Regions from separate parts of the Hordeum vulgare genome. Here region 2 is linked to region 1. Evidence: chromatin contacts called from public Hi-C data. All regions are on one chromosome and are shown on one strand. The core of a region is the stretch at or near the end of the contact, and the rest is flanking DNA. Distances in the headings are between cores, read along the strand shown. Region 1 holds the start of LOC123412764 (RPM1-interacting protein 4-like). Region 2 holds the start of LOC123413368.

The links. A called contact is a pair of places that touch in the nucleus more often than the background predicts.
Region 2: a contact with region 1 is called in a Hi-C map of an unstated tissue, with 6 times the contacts expected there. The contact joins the promoter of LOC123413368 here to the promoter of LOC123412764 in region 1. A contact is called at or near these places in 3 of 6 Hi-C or Micro-C datasets (leaf, seedling and an unstated tissue) and 1 of 1 datasets of contacts at active chromatin or transcription factors (embryo).

The regions. Positions count from the first base shown.
Region 1 is chr7H:197,752,153-197,759,027 of MorexV3_pseudomolecules_assembly, forward strand. LOC123412764 (RPM1-interacting protein 4-like) reads right to left here and starts at 4,212. Exons shown (of 4, transcript XM_045105700.1): 1 at 3,979-4,212; 2 at 1,511-2,023; 3 at 1,217-1,408; 4 at 797-1,084. The coding sequence starts at 3,984. The coding sequence ends at 1,055.
Region 2 is chr7H:197,971,570-197,978,444 of MorexV3_pseudomolecules_assembly, forward strand. LOC123413368 reads right to left here and starts at 2,838. Exons shown (of 2, transcript XM_045106311.1): 1 at 2,227-2,838; 2 at 1,839-2,099. The coding sequence starts at 2,838. The coding sequence ends at 1,839. LOC123413366 (phosphatidylinositol N-acetylglucosaminyltransferase subunit A-like) reads right to left here and starts at 6,232. Exons shown (of 10, transcript XM_045106310.1): 1 at 6,114-6,232; 2 at 5,991-6,029.

The DNA.
Region 1 (6,875 bases), core at 2,962-5,461:
CGGGTGGCTCGCGACCGTGAGGCTTGGGCGGCTGGGCCGGAGTGGCTGCAACGGGATGAAAGGGCCCGTTCGTTCGGCGGTTCCAGTTCATTGGCCACGGGATCTGGCGGTGGCGCGACGCCGGTGGCGGATCCTTGGTAGGTGGCGGCGACGGGGGGTGCTGCTGGATCTGCTCCCTCTCACCCTCTCCCTCCGCATCCTCCACGAAGTCACGCTCCGCCCCCTCGCCTTTCTGCTCGTGGTCCTGGATCTGGGGTCGGTTCTCGTCCTCCTACTCACAACAGAGACAATCTTACGATTCAGGAAAAGAGTATGTATGCAATCAATCAACATACAGATGTTGATTTTTTGTCTATACATACACTGAGCCTGATTTAAATGGACCAGGTATATAAATGGACAAAAAAAACGATGCACGCAACCAAACACATCCTAAGTGATTCTCTCTTCTTTGTAGGTGCTCGTTCACTCGTGGTCCTGCTTTGGTAGTGGACGGGGCGACGGGGAGAAGCGACCGCCGGGCCAGGGACATCGAGGAAAAAAAAATGAAAAAAGAAAGTGTGTTGGAATCTCGCCGGAGATGGTGAGGGAGTAAGGCGGGGCTGAGGGGACGCGCCACGGGCAGCGAGGTGGGCCGAGGGGTGGCTGGATGCCGCGGCAGTGATCTCGGGCGGCACTCTTCAGCCCCACATATTAACGAGAAGTGCCCATCATGAGCAAATGTGGGCACTGCTCCTCAGGTAAACAAAAATGCCCAAAACTCATTACACGAGTAACAAAAATGCGGCACCCAGTATTGAACTACAAGCCCGGTAAGAAAATTCTAGCATTTCAACAACCATGGCTGACCTCTACATTCCACATCAGAAAGAAATAGTATACTGACAATCAAAAGAATATGAACTCTGCTCAGTGCCCAATGCCAAATAATGTCCCAAGAAATGGGATTACACAAGTTCGAAGTTGAATCAATGGCAAAAACCTTCTTAATTCCACACAATTTACATTCCCAAAGATCCCTGCTTACTTTGCTCCATCATCCGTCGAACCTTTCCTACTTGCACCACCCAAAGCACCAGCGACTCTGCAGGCGAAACCACCGGAGAAGAATTCAGAGCTCAAATTCATGGCGAGGCAATGATGTCGATCACCGAATGAGAAAGCGAGGACCGACATGGACAAGCCAATGGCGACGTGAGCATGATGTGAAACTCACCGAGGAGACGTAGCCGTCGTCGTGCTGCCTGGCGCCTTTGCCATAGGCGACGTTGTCCTTGCCGAACCCCGGCGCCTTGGCCTGGGTGCTCTTCTCCTCCCTCACCTTGTTGAAGATGTGCGTGTAGCCGTCCGCCGACGCCGGGTTGGAGTCCCAGTCCCCGAACTTGGGCACCGCCGACCCCCTCGTCGGCTGCCATCGATCGCAACAACAACAGCCAAGGTAAGACATCAGACATCACCTCCGTGCAAATCCATGGTGCGCTGACCGGAGAGCAGAAGCAGGGAGGCTTACCGTTTCGTTGCCGCGGGAGGCGGCCCTGGCACGGGACCGGTCGACGGAGTTGGCGTTGGCCACGAGGCCGTAGCTGCTGCCGTCGGAGTGCTCGGCCTTTGACTGGCCGTACGGGTGCAGCGGCGACGGTGCCGGCGACTGCTCCACGCTGTACCCGCCTGCCCGTCCGCCGCCTGCGCCTCTTCTCGGCGGCTCGCCACCGGCGTTGCGGTGGTACGGGGACAGCGGCGGAGCGGGCGCGGGCCCGTCGCTGGGCCGGCGCTCGTGGTGGTGAGCGGGAGGCGGGGAAGCGGGAGGGAGTGCCGGCGCCGGCCTGGCCTGGTCGAAGGAGCGGTTCGGCGACGGCGCGACGACGGAGGAGGAGAAGGCCTCAGGGTTCTCGACGGGGTCGTTGGGGTTCATGGGCTTGCCGCCCTTGCCCTTGCGCGCGTTGTCGAAGTAGAGCGTGTAGGGCACGTTGCCGTCGTTGTCCCAGTTGCCGAACTTCGGGACGTGCGCGTTCTTCTGCTGCTTCTGCATGCATGGAACGGGAGAAGAGTCAACCACATGCCGCGTGTTTCTTCCTCTAGCTCTTCTTTTTCTCTTTCAACGCACCTCGACATTATTAATAGAAAATCACAGCGATAACCTTGATTTTGGTACTCCCTCTCGTCAGAATTAAATGACGCAACCTCTATACAATGTCCCATTTTACACTGTATAGAGATTGCGTTAATTAATTCTTTCTACGGACTATTCACATTCATAATATAGATTTTATTTGGATATTCTAGCTCAAGGTTAGAGTTAATTAATTCTTTCTACGGATTATTCACATTCATAATATAGATTTTATTTGGATATTCTAGCTCAAGGTTAGAGTTAGATTCTAACCTTGAATTAATCCTAAACTAGTAACTTTAACTAAGGAGGTGCTTGGATGGCATGATTAGATCGACAATAAATGCATTTTTTCCAATCATTTGGCTCCTTTAACCAAGATTTAGTGTGGTGAAGGAAGAGGAAAAAGTAACTTTTTTCTGGGCCTCATCTAACTCTAATCCAAATTAGCACCCCTTCATCGGGTTAGTTTTTGAATAAATTAGATACATCTAATCAAAATTAACCCTCCTCTTTGAATGTTTTTGGATTAGTTGAGTCCAAACTAGCCCAAACTAATTCTAATCCATGAATCCATAGAATAAACACGCTAGAGGCTTGGGACCCAGGATTAGAGAAATAAAATAGAAAGAAGGCAGCCTAGTGGGCATCATCATTCCCTGACACAAGCGCTTCAACTTGGACCCAAGGAAGCTTCGGTGATGGTGGTTAAGCCATGGTCAGAAGATTATTAACATGTGCGGGGACATGCATGTCAACTTGACATGGCCAAGTAGCACAAGTGGTGGTAGATCATATCGGTAGTGGTACGACCGTACGACCGTGGAAAAAGAGCCAAGAGGGAGGGGGAATTTCTTATTTATTTTTTTGCTGGAAAAGAGAGAGTAGACCCCGCGCCACGGCTTCCAGGCACATTTTAAACACTGTCATTGACTAATCAATGGAAAGTTTAGTAGATATGTGATCAAGAAGCTAATCACATGCCGTGACCTCGCTACTTGGCTTTCTCCGGGTTCAACAAATCTGCACTTGTAGATCAGGCTAGACTAAACGCGACATACCGCAAGGGTAGTGGGTCTACCTCGCCGACACCTTCCAATTCCGAACCGAAACAGAAAATAAGGCAAGATTGGCAAATTGAATGATTGATTACGCACTAGTGGTACAACTAAATCTTCATGTACTAATAGGGGAGAGTTAATATGGATATCTTCATATAGTATACAATTAAGAGTTAACCTGCCGGCATCTCCATAATTTGTGGGGATGATTAGCATTTCCACCAGAATATATGTATAGATTGAGATGACACAGATATTCAGTGCGATTGAAAGATACGCCTCAACTGCCAAGAAAGACCTTTGCTGCCGATGAATTAGCTCTGCGATCCATCCACACAAGAGAAAAGAACTTGAATTATACTAGACTACTACTAGTACCTAGTGCAATTCAAATGGTACAAAAGAAAGAAAGATAATAGGTTGGTTCTGGATGATCCTGTCTTATTAAAACTTTTAGCCTGATTAAGCACATGAATGATAGCAGCTAAATTTCTCTACTGGTACAAGCAGCAGCCAAGGCAAGTGCCGTATCATAGCGATTTGGCTGTTTTTCCTTGAGACAATTCAGATTCGGGGTATCCACGTTGGAACCATCAAACCACGAGAAACTACACCTGGTGGACGCAAACAAACGAAGCTCTCTTGGAAAGGCGAGATCAGACCAAGAAACCAATGTTCTTGCGGACCAGAATCAAACATGTTGAGAAGTATCTTCCGATTGACAGGTCGTACCGTATGAACGGGGATTGCCATGAGAGGACATGGAGTTAAGGTTGAGAGGAGTCATGGAAGAGGAGAGGAACTTACAGCCATGGATGGCGGCGGCGGCGGCGAGCGAGTCCAAGAGCGGAGAGGGCGATGAACAAGAGATCCGGGCGGCGGCGGTGCTCAGTCTTCTTGAGGCGAGTTGGTCCAACGGTGGCTCAAGTAGCTCAGCTGGCCGGGAAGAGGGGGATATATGCGCTGGTTGTTTCTTCCTCCTGGCTCCTGATGGCCTGTATGGTAGCTAGCTCTGAGCGTGTTGATCAGCTCAGGACGGCAGGCGGGATTATAACTAGGAGACAGGGATGGATGGTTTGGTTGCTTCGTTCGCTGGTCCTTCCTCTCGGCTTTTTTCGTAATCGTCCCTCGAATTATTTGCAGTAAGCACGTTGCTACGTACTCCTACTCCCTAAACATAAAAGTGCTTAGATCACTAAAATAATTATCTGACCGCTTTTATATTATTTTTATAGAGGGAATACCATAGATTATTATAGATAGAGTAAATATACTACTCGTATTGAGCATGACTCTGCATTTTTCTATAGCGCAGCCGCTCCCGTCACACCTACACACGTGTATCTATTTGCTAAGCATGACACTGACTGGATCAACACGGCGCGGAGAGGGCGAAGGACAGTGTGTATATAGTACGGAGTACTACTTATATATGTAATGTTCAAGGTAATTGATGGACGGGATATGCTTTCACACAATCAACTGCGTACGTGGACGAATCACGGTGGAGCAAAAATCTCGTGTTGAACTTGAACGTGCGCAGAAGCTCCGGCGTTCCACCGAGGGAGAGGACCCAAACAAAATTGATCATAATACTGCTTGCTCGATGAACAACCGAGTCCGAGTCGACTACTAGAAAACACGGAAACCGTGGGGTGTAAACGGAGAAAAGCCTTGGAAAACGGGGACCGTTGACGGGCTCCTCCTACTCGCCAACATGCGTGCACAAAAAAGTGCACATCTGGCCTGGCCGGGCCCGGTCGATCTAATGATAATCCTTGGCTACCGCTTGCCATCTTTGACCGCTCTCCTCCCGCCTCCCGCGGCTCGCCTTGCCATCACCGTTACCACCGGTCGCCCAAGTCCACAACCATCCCATTCCCATCCCCCCCCCGATCCAGCCATTTGATTTCAATCCCGGCGTCGTGGTCACGCCCGCGTCTCAGGCGGCATTGCGACGGCGCACGGCGGTGTGCGCGGCCGGCGACGCGAACTCTGCGGGAAAAAGTTTATTAAACCTTAAACTTGTAAAAGAAAGTTTAAATCTCTGAAATTAACATACTGAACTCTTTAATCGTGGTCTATTTTAAACCTGAGGGACCTTCCAAAATAAGGATTGTCGACGGTTTGTTACTGGGCCGACCACCCGGAGCAATGTCTTCTTTTTGCTACTGGGCCACCCGGTTTGTTTCCTAAAACGCGAGTTAAAAATTTCAAAAAGGAGAACCTGCTGGGAATTGAACTTAAGCCTTCATAGCAAAAGACCCTTGCGTTGCAACGGGAGAAAAACAATAATAATATCCAATGGTGCTGATCATATTATGTCTTTAAAATTTTAGGACATTTCTTAAAATGCATGAACATTTTTTGAATTAGAAACATTTTTTTCAATTGCACTCAAAAAGTAACACACAATTTTTTTTTCAAAATCATGGACTTTTATTGTTTTCACCAATATTGTTCTCAAAATTATGAACATTTTTTTGAATATGCGAATATTTTTACAAAAATCCTGAGCATTTTTTCAATTCACAAACATTTTATATTTTCTTCAAACTTTTATTTCAAAATTCCCAGTTTTATAAATTGCAAAAGTTTTTCAAAGTTCTAAATTATTTAAACTAAAAATTGGAACAGAAAAATGAAAATAAAAAATGAGACTAAAAACAGAGGCACGAAATGTTTTTAAGATTTTTACACGGACTTTTGTTTAAAATCGTTGACTTTTTTTATTTTATGGACATTTTCTCAAAGTTTAAACATTTTTTTATATGCAAACATTTTTTAAAACTCCTGAGTAGTTTTTGAATTCTCAAAAAAAATGTTTTTTATATTTTATTTCGAAATTTGCAGTTTCTTAAAATTGAGAAAAGTTGTTTGAAGTTCTAAATTATTTAAAGTAGAAAAACAAAATTGAACTGAAAAGAAAAATAAGAAAACTAAACAAAAAAACAGACGCCCACGCATGGGCCGGCCCAAACAGGTATGCTGCATCTTTTTCTAACGCCCAGAACGTACATGGGCCGGCGCAGTCCGAAGATTTTCCTGTTTGAAACGTTTTTTATGACTTATAGGTGGCATTGGTGGGTAATTTTAGTCAACTTTAAATAAAATTCAAAACTATTTTCAAATCTCAGTGTTGTGGTCTGTTGTTACGTAGTTTCGCGCTTCTGTTTAATCACAAAATGCTACCACTTAGAGTGGTTGACACCTCAAGCCATGTCGGCAATTCCCTTGAAAATTTTAAATAATTTTTAAAAAGTAACACTTTTAAAAATAAAAATTTCCAAATAGGTCTGAAAATGTGTGTGACATTTTAAAAAATATGTGTACAATGTAAAAAAATATTTATGTGTGTGTAAAAAAATGTGTCTTACCCTTAAAGGGATGTTCGTGTAGTTGTATAAAAAAAGATTGTCATTTAGAAAATGTAAAACATGTATTTAAAAAATATTAACATGTACTCACTCCGTCCGGATAAGAGTGTGCATCTATCTCTACAATTTTTCCTAAAATAAGTGTGCATCTGACTCCGCCATGAGAACTTTGCATTCACCCCCTCGGTCTAAGCATCGAGGTCACCGCAACGAGCGACGACCCAATCCCCTCATTCTCCCTCAAACTGAAACCAGTCTTCTTCCTCTCCCCCGGATCCAATCCATGTTCGCTGTGAGTCAATCCTCCAATCCAAGGCCGCTCCTGCT
Region 2 (6,875 bases), core at 1,588-4,087, 220 kb after region 1:
GAAAAGAGCTCTGTCATCGGCATCGCATGGCAGCTGCATGCCGTTCCATGGCCTTTGCGGACTTGTCCATGACAGCCATAGCCATCTTAGCCGGAGCGCTCTGGAGAAGCGATGCATATCCAGCACCCCTAGCCCACCGCTCTCCGTTGGGGAGCATACTATTGGCCAGCTAACTTTGCATTTCCCTCCGCTGATATCTTCTTCGTGTGCCCATAGGAAACAGCGCCTAACCTTGTCAATCTCGTCGAGGAATTTTTTGGGCGCTCGCAGGACAGCTAGGGCGAAAGTTGGCAGCGCGGTGAGTACGCTGCGAACCAGGACCCGTCTCCCTGCGATGTTCATTAGCTTCCCTTTCCATCCTGCTAGCTTAGCCCTAATCCTATCTAGGATGAATTGAATGTGTACCAAACGGATCCTGTTAAGGGTGAGTGGTAGTCCTAGATACTTTATTGGGAAGCCTACCCTCTCCCCTCCGAAGGCTGCAAGCACAGCGTCGAGGTCTAGGTCTTCACAGCGTATTGCCGAGACAGTAGACTTGGCAGGGTTGATATGCAGACCCGTGGCATTTCCGAAGTCTCTTAGGATGCCCATAATCAAGTCGATTTCTTCCTGTATGGGGTTTGCGAAGATCACGGCATCATCCGCATAGAGGCTAAGCCGTAGCGAGATATCTCTGCCCGGCAGTGGCTGGAACATGTTCATCTCAGTGGCCCTACACAGGAGCCTGTGCATGGTGTCGATGGCTAGGATGAATAAGAGGGGGGACAGCGGGTCTCCCTGTCGCAGGCCCCTTTTGTGCCAGATAGGTCTACCCGCGGAGCCATTTAGCATTACCGTAGACGATGCAGAGCTAAGGAGTAGTGCTATCCAATCCCGCCATCTTGCTGGAAACCCTAGATGCTGCAGTAGTTCTAAGAGGTATTCCCAGGAGACGTTGTCGAAGGCTCTTGCGATGTCTAGCTTCAGCAGTAGCGCGGGGGTCTTCTTTCGATGGAGAGATCTAACGGCATTTTGTACGTAGAGGAAGCTGTCTTGCGTTGACTTGGCACACAAGAAAGCTGATTGTGCTGGCGAGATTATGATGTCGATGACCGTAGCTAGTCTTCTCGAGAGGACCTTAGCTATAAGCTTGGAGATCGAATGAATTAGACTTATCGGTCTGTAGTCCTGCACCTCGGAGGCTCCTTCCTTTTTTGGCAGAAGGACTATCATGGCGGAGTTAAGCTTGAAGAAGTCTCCTCTAGTCAGGTGATAGAAGCTATGAAAAGCCTGCATCACGTCGTCCTTAATTAGAGGCCAGCACGTTTTGAAGAAAATCCCCGTGAAACCATCCGGTCCCGGCGCCTTCTCCGAAGGTGATGCCTTGACCGCGTCCCACACTTCCCCTTATGTAAATGGGTTGTCCAAACCTCTCCCATGAACTGATGGTAGATCTAATGAAGCCCAGTCTATTGTGACGGTGCGGGTAGCTTTTTTCCCTAACCCCTCGTTGAAGTGCCTATAGATGACTTCTTCTTTGTGTTGGTGTGTCGTAGCTATGCCGTCACCAGCCTTTAAGGTGTGGATGAAGTTTTTCCGCCTCCTTGCTCTCATCTTGATGTGGAAGAATTTTGTTCCCGCGTCGCCCAGCCTTAGCCATGTGAGTCTAGATGCCTGTCGCCGTCGTGCACGCTCGACCGCGGCGAGGCCGAGCATACGTAACTTGAGTAGCTTTCGAAGATCAAACTCTGCGTCTGAAAGACGCCTGTTCTCTTGTGCTACGTCAAACCTAAGGACTAATTCTGCCGCCATGTGGAATTGTAGTTTTGCATCGCTGAAAAAGGATTTGCTCCAAATCTTCAGGTCCCGTGCAGTGCCGTCATTTTTGTGAGGAGACGACGGAAAGCGCAGGTAGACTGCACTGGTCTATTCCAAGCCCGTTCAACCGTGTCGTGGAACCGCGGGAACCTAGGCCAGAAATTTTCAAATTTGAACTTGCCTGGGCGTGGAGTTGCTGTTGTGTCAGCGAGTACTAGCGGGCAATGATCGGAGGTGGCCATGGATGCCGCATGCAGTGACGCCGAGGGGAATCGGCATTCCCATGGAAGGTTGCAGAAGAACTTGTCGATGGCGTGGAGTTGCTGTTGTGTCAGTGAGTACTAGCGGGCAATGATCGGAGGTGGCCATGGATGCCGCATGCAGTGACGCCGAGGGGAATCGGCATTCCCATGGAAGGTTGCAGAAGAACTTGTCGATGCTTACTAGCGTCGGGTTTTGTCGCTCGTTGCTCCACGTGTAGCGGCGGTTTGTACATCTAATTTCCTTCAACCCGGCAGTGTCGATGGCCTGCCTGAATTTGCCCATGAGCCTCCGGTTGAGGTTTAGGTTATTTTTATCCCTAGCCTCGTAAAACAGGTTGAAATCGCCGTTTATAAGCCACGGCTCCGCAGGCTGTGGCGTAGAGAATGATAGCTCGCGGAGGAACGCCTCCTTCCTGGCGTCGTCCGCTGGTCCATAGACCGAGGATAGCCAGAAAGGCTGGCTCTGTCCTAGCAGGGTGACCTTGGCAGTGATAGCAAAAATTCCTACCGCATGCGAAACTATTGTAGTGAGCTCTCTATTCCATAGGATTGCCGCCCCGCCGCTCGTGTCGATCGCCGGTAGGGCGATGCATTCCGTGAGTTGGGTTCTTCCTATCTCCTGCACTAGTTGCGGTGTCCATGCGTCTATCTTCGTCTCCTGGAGGCACAAAATTGTTGCTCGCAATGATTTTGCCATCTCACACACTGATGCCCTCTTTGCTGGTTGGTTTAGTCCTCTTACGTTCCAGCACATGATCGGTAGTAGCTTGTCACTCATGGGGGAAACTAACAAATCTCCGGTGACTACATCTATTTGGCCTTGGGCCCAGAACAAACACCTCCAACATAACCGGGGATCGCCGTCGCCCACCAATAGGCCCCAAGCTACGACGGCGATAGGATACGGCCTCGCTAACCTTACACAAAGAAATGAAACCTAGCTCTAACCGGCTGTCCGCCGGACGCCACCGGAGAAGTACAAAGTTAACTCTTAACATAACTAGACTACGGCCTTCTCGGCCACTACGTCGGGGCCGGCCATGCGAGCCATGACCGTCAGGGCCTCCCCGTCGAGGCGGGTGAGCTTGGCGATGACCGCAATGTCGCTGTCTGAGAGAGGCTCATCGAAGCGTCGAATAAGGGCCTTTGCTACGTCTTCAGTCATCTTCTCCTTTGGTCCTAGCAGCCCTAGCTCCTTCACGAGACGGAGGGAGGCACGCTGTGCGACCGGGACGGTAGACGTGTTTGCTGCCTGCCGTGCGCTGTGCCTAGTCGGAGTAGCCTGCGCTCTGCTCTTCGGCGGCGGCACGGACCGCCTGGTGGGTGGCACGGCCAGCAGAGGAGGCCTACATTCGCGGAAGAGGCGAGGCTCCTTGCAGCCGCTTGCCTCGACGAGCTCGAGCTGGCTCACACGGCTGGTCACAGCTCCCAGCTGGACCTCCATCGTGCGCGCGGAGGAGGGAGTTGCCCTGTTGAAGTGGCCGTAGTCCGACAGCGTGGGGCTGAAGGCGTCTAGTTGCAGCGCCTCCCCTGCTGCCTCTAGCAGGGATCCTTCGTCGAACTGCAGCGGCTCGGCCAGTACCGCGTCTGCGGCCGCCTGCACGTCGGCCGCCATGCCGTCGACGACGAGGGAGGTCATCGGCGGCTTGTTTGCTGTTTTGAAGAACTCGTCCACCGGGTCCTTGCCCGTGGTCTCGTCGTGAGCCTCTCGCGCCTGTGCTGGCCTGACAGTGGGTGGTGGCGGAGGCCTAGACCTGCCCCGCTGCGCGTGATGACGCCTCCCCACCGAAGCCCCCCTCTTGTCGCGGCGTCGGCCGGAGGAGTCCCGTGACCGGCGTCTTGGCGCGGGAGAGCGGCTGCGCTGCCGTGGAGCCGGTGGTTGTGGGGGGACGACCGAAGCGCGGCTATGGCGGAGAAGAACGTCCTTCCAGGAGCGGTGGTCTCCCCCCCTCGGGTCACCATCCCCGTCACCGTCTTGCTCCCGGCCGCCGCAAGCCATACCCCGGCAGCCGACGCTGGCCACCGACGCGCGGGCCTGGGTCTTCTTCCTTCCCCCATGATGGCCGTCCTCGGTTCCCATTGTCCAGGACGCAGGTGCGACCGCCGGGAAGGGGGCGGCCTCGCCATCCGAGTCGGAGGACGGGATTCCGCTCCGCTCGGAGTGGGAAGAACGGGGGGACGGCGGAGTCCAATCTTCTGCCCGATCGACGTGGATGAGCATGGAGTACTCGGCCGTGGCCGGGGGTGGAGCTACTCTTCTGTCTAGTGGGGAGAACCCCACCATCTCCTCGACGCGGCCTGCTCCCCTCGGAAGGATCCCGAGGCAGTGCTTGGTGGGAATGTTTCCGACATCGTCGGTCCAAACCCAGCACACAAACGTCTTGGTGTGGCCGCGCTCGAGCGTCCTGCTGTCGAGGCGATCAACTCTTACCCGCCTCCCGAGGATCTCCTCCGCCCCCTCGACAGACCAGTAGTGCATGGGGACGCCCTCGATGACGACTCGGACATGGAGCAGCAGCGAGCCGAAAGAGGCGTGGTCGTGCTCGTGCCAGGAGGCGACGTTGAAGACGGCTCCGTCGACCCGGATGGAGGCCCGACGCAGTGCATTGACCTGCTGTGCCGGCTGGGTGAAGATCACCAGGTAGTGCTCCGGGTGGTGCGCCATGACGCGCAGCGAGTGCTCGGGCACTGCGAGCTGCGCCTCCAGGGCCCTTCCCACCGCCATGGGGGATGAGGCGTTGACGCCGTCGGCTGCAGACAGGGTGACGACGTGGCTTCTGAGGAAGAAAATGGTCTGGTCTACTGCCGGCGAGGGGACGGCCACCGAGCGGCTCTCCCTAGGCCGCCTCGCAGGGTCGATGTGGTGCAGCATCGCAGGCCTCAGCGGCGGCATGTGTGAAGCGACCGGGGGCGGAGGGAAACAGACGCGCGCTTGTAGCGGCTGGCCAGGAGCGGGCGGGCCGAGCCAGCTGCGAGCCGAGACCGGCGCCCCCGGAGGGAGGTGGCGCAGAGGGCAGCTCCTAGCTATGTGGCCAGCTCTTCTGCAGAGAACGCAGTGTATCGGGTCTCTGCACTCTGCCCTGCGGTGCTTGCTACTGAGGCACCGAAAGCACCTGCCTCTGAACTGGCTTAAGAAGGCGGACGGCGCTGCAGCTAGGCCCGAGAGGCGGTTGGGCCTATTACCCGCACGGTGCTGCCCGGCGACCAACGGGTCTGACTAGGCGCCGCGTCCCCTCCGGCGAACAACCTCTGACCATTGCCCAACCTTTCCCGAAATGGCAAGCGGAGGGGCGACGACTATGGACCTGAGGCGACGGGACGGCATAGGCGCCGCAGCGACCGCGGGGACCGAGCACGGCGCAGAAACGGCGGGCCCTGGGGAGTGCGCCATCGGCCGGACCGGCGGGTGCGAGAGCGCAGAAGGGCGGGGGCGCGCTAGGACCGTAGTGGAAAGGGGATGAGCCTCTGCACCGACGAGGAGCATTCACCCCGCAGCAGGATTCGCGGAGGCGTGGGTGGATCTCGCGAAGACTCGGAAGCCGGAGAAGCCGGAGGAGACGCGGCCCGACCCGCGGATCCCGCCCCGCGTGAGACGACCGCGCCAGCAGTCGAGTGACCGGTGGATCCCGACGAGCACCTCGGGGCCATGAAGGCTGGTGGTTGGCCGCCGCGGCCGGAGTGGCCCGCGGAGGGGAGGGGAGGGGCTCCCTAGCTCATGCGAGGCAGAGAAGCGAGGTCGGATCTATTTTTTTCGGTGATCAAACCCTGCGATGCTGCAGCAGGGCAAGTCCATTACAATAATTTTGAACATGAAAAGGCGTGAAATATCTAATGATTGTTGCCAACCAAAATAAATAGAGGTTTGGCTGCACGATCTAGGGGATAGGTGGAGAAGGAGGAGGCTGTGCTCACCGGTGATGTGACGAGTACCTGAAAGAAGAGGAGGATGCGGTGTTTGCGTTGGTGGATCTGTAGCGACGAGCTCATCAGTGTGGTGCCGGATGAAGACGGATAAGCAAAGGGTGGTGGAAGAGGATGAGGGGGCTGGTTAACCTTGGTCGACGAAGGAGGACGAAAGCAACCGCCGGCCCGTCGCCGTCACCGGAGCCGGAGCGGACAGGAGCTTGGATGGGTTGTTCCGGCCCGGGGAATAAGCGGGGATCCCTGGTTACCTGGGAGAAATGCGTTGGGCACCGCACCGCTGAGTGGTGTGACCATTCTGCCAGATCAGAGCCGTTCGGAGCGCATCGGACGGTGGGCCTTTTTGGAGCAATACCGCATAACTACTTCTTCCGTTCCTAAATATAAGTGTTTTTAAAGGTTTCATCAGGGACTACATACGATATATAAACATACTTTATAGTATACATTCATTAATTTTGCTTTGTATTTGTCTGTTAGTAAAATATCTAAAAAGACTTATATTTAATAACGGGAGAGTATCATTTAAGGGACATATAACCCCTCATGTTTAAAACCACAGACTTAATCCCCTGAACTATGTCGAACCACACAAATCACCCCTAGTCCCATGTGGAATGGTTTGAGAGGGTTCTTTTGCCTAGGTGGTGACTGGGATGAGCCCATCGACCAGCCTGGTTCGGCACTAGCGTTTCTCACCCATCAAACTAGTATTTTACCTTTCGATACAGAAATCCCAAAAGATCACCACACGCCCATTCAGTGCCCTGGTATTGGACCGGCCCATCCCAAGAATTACATCCGAAACCCTACGACACTGTGGTGAGAGGAAACGCGAGCTTCCCCTCGCGAAAATCCTCCCCGACACTAACGGTGTCGCGCCCTTCAACCTCG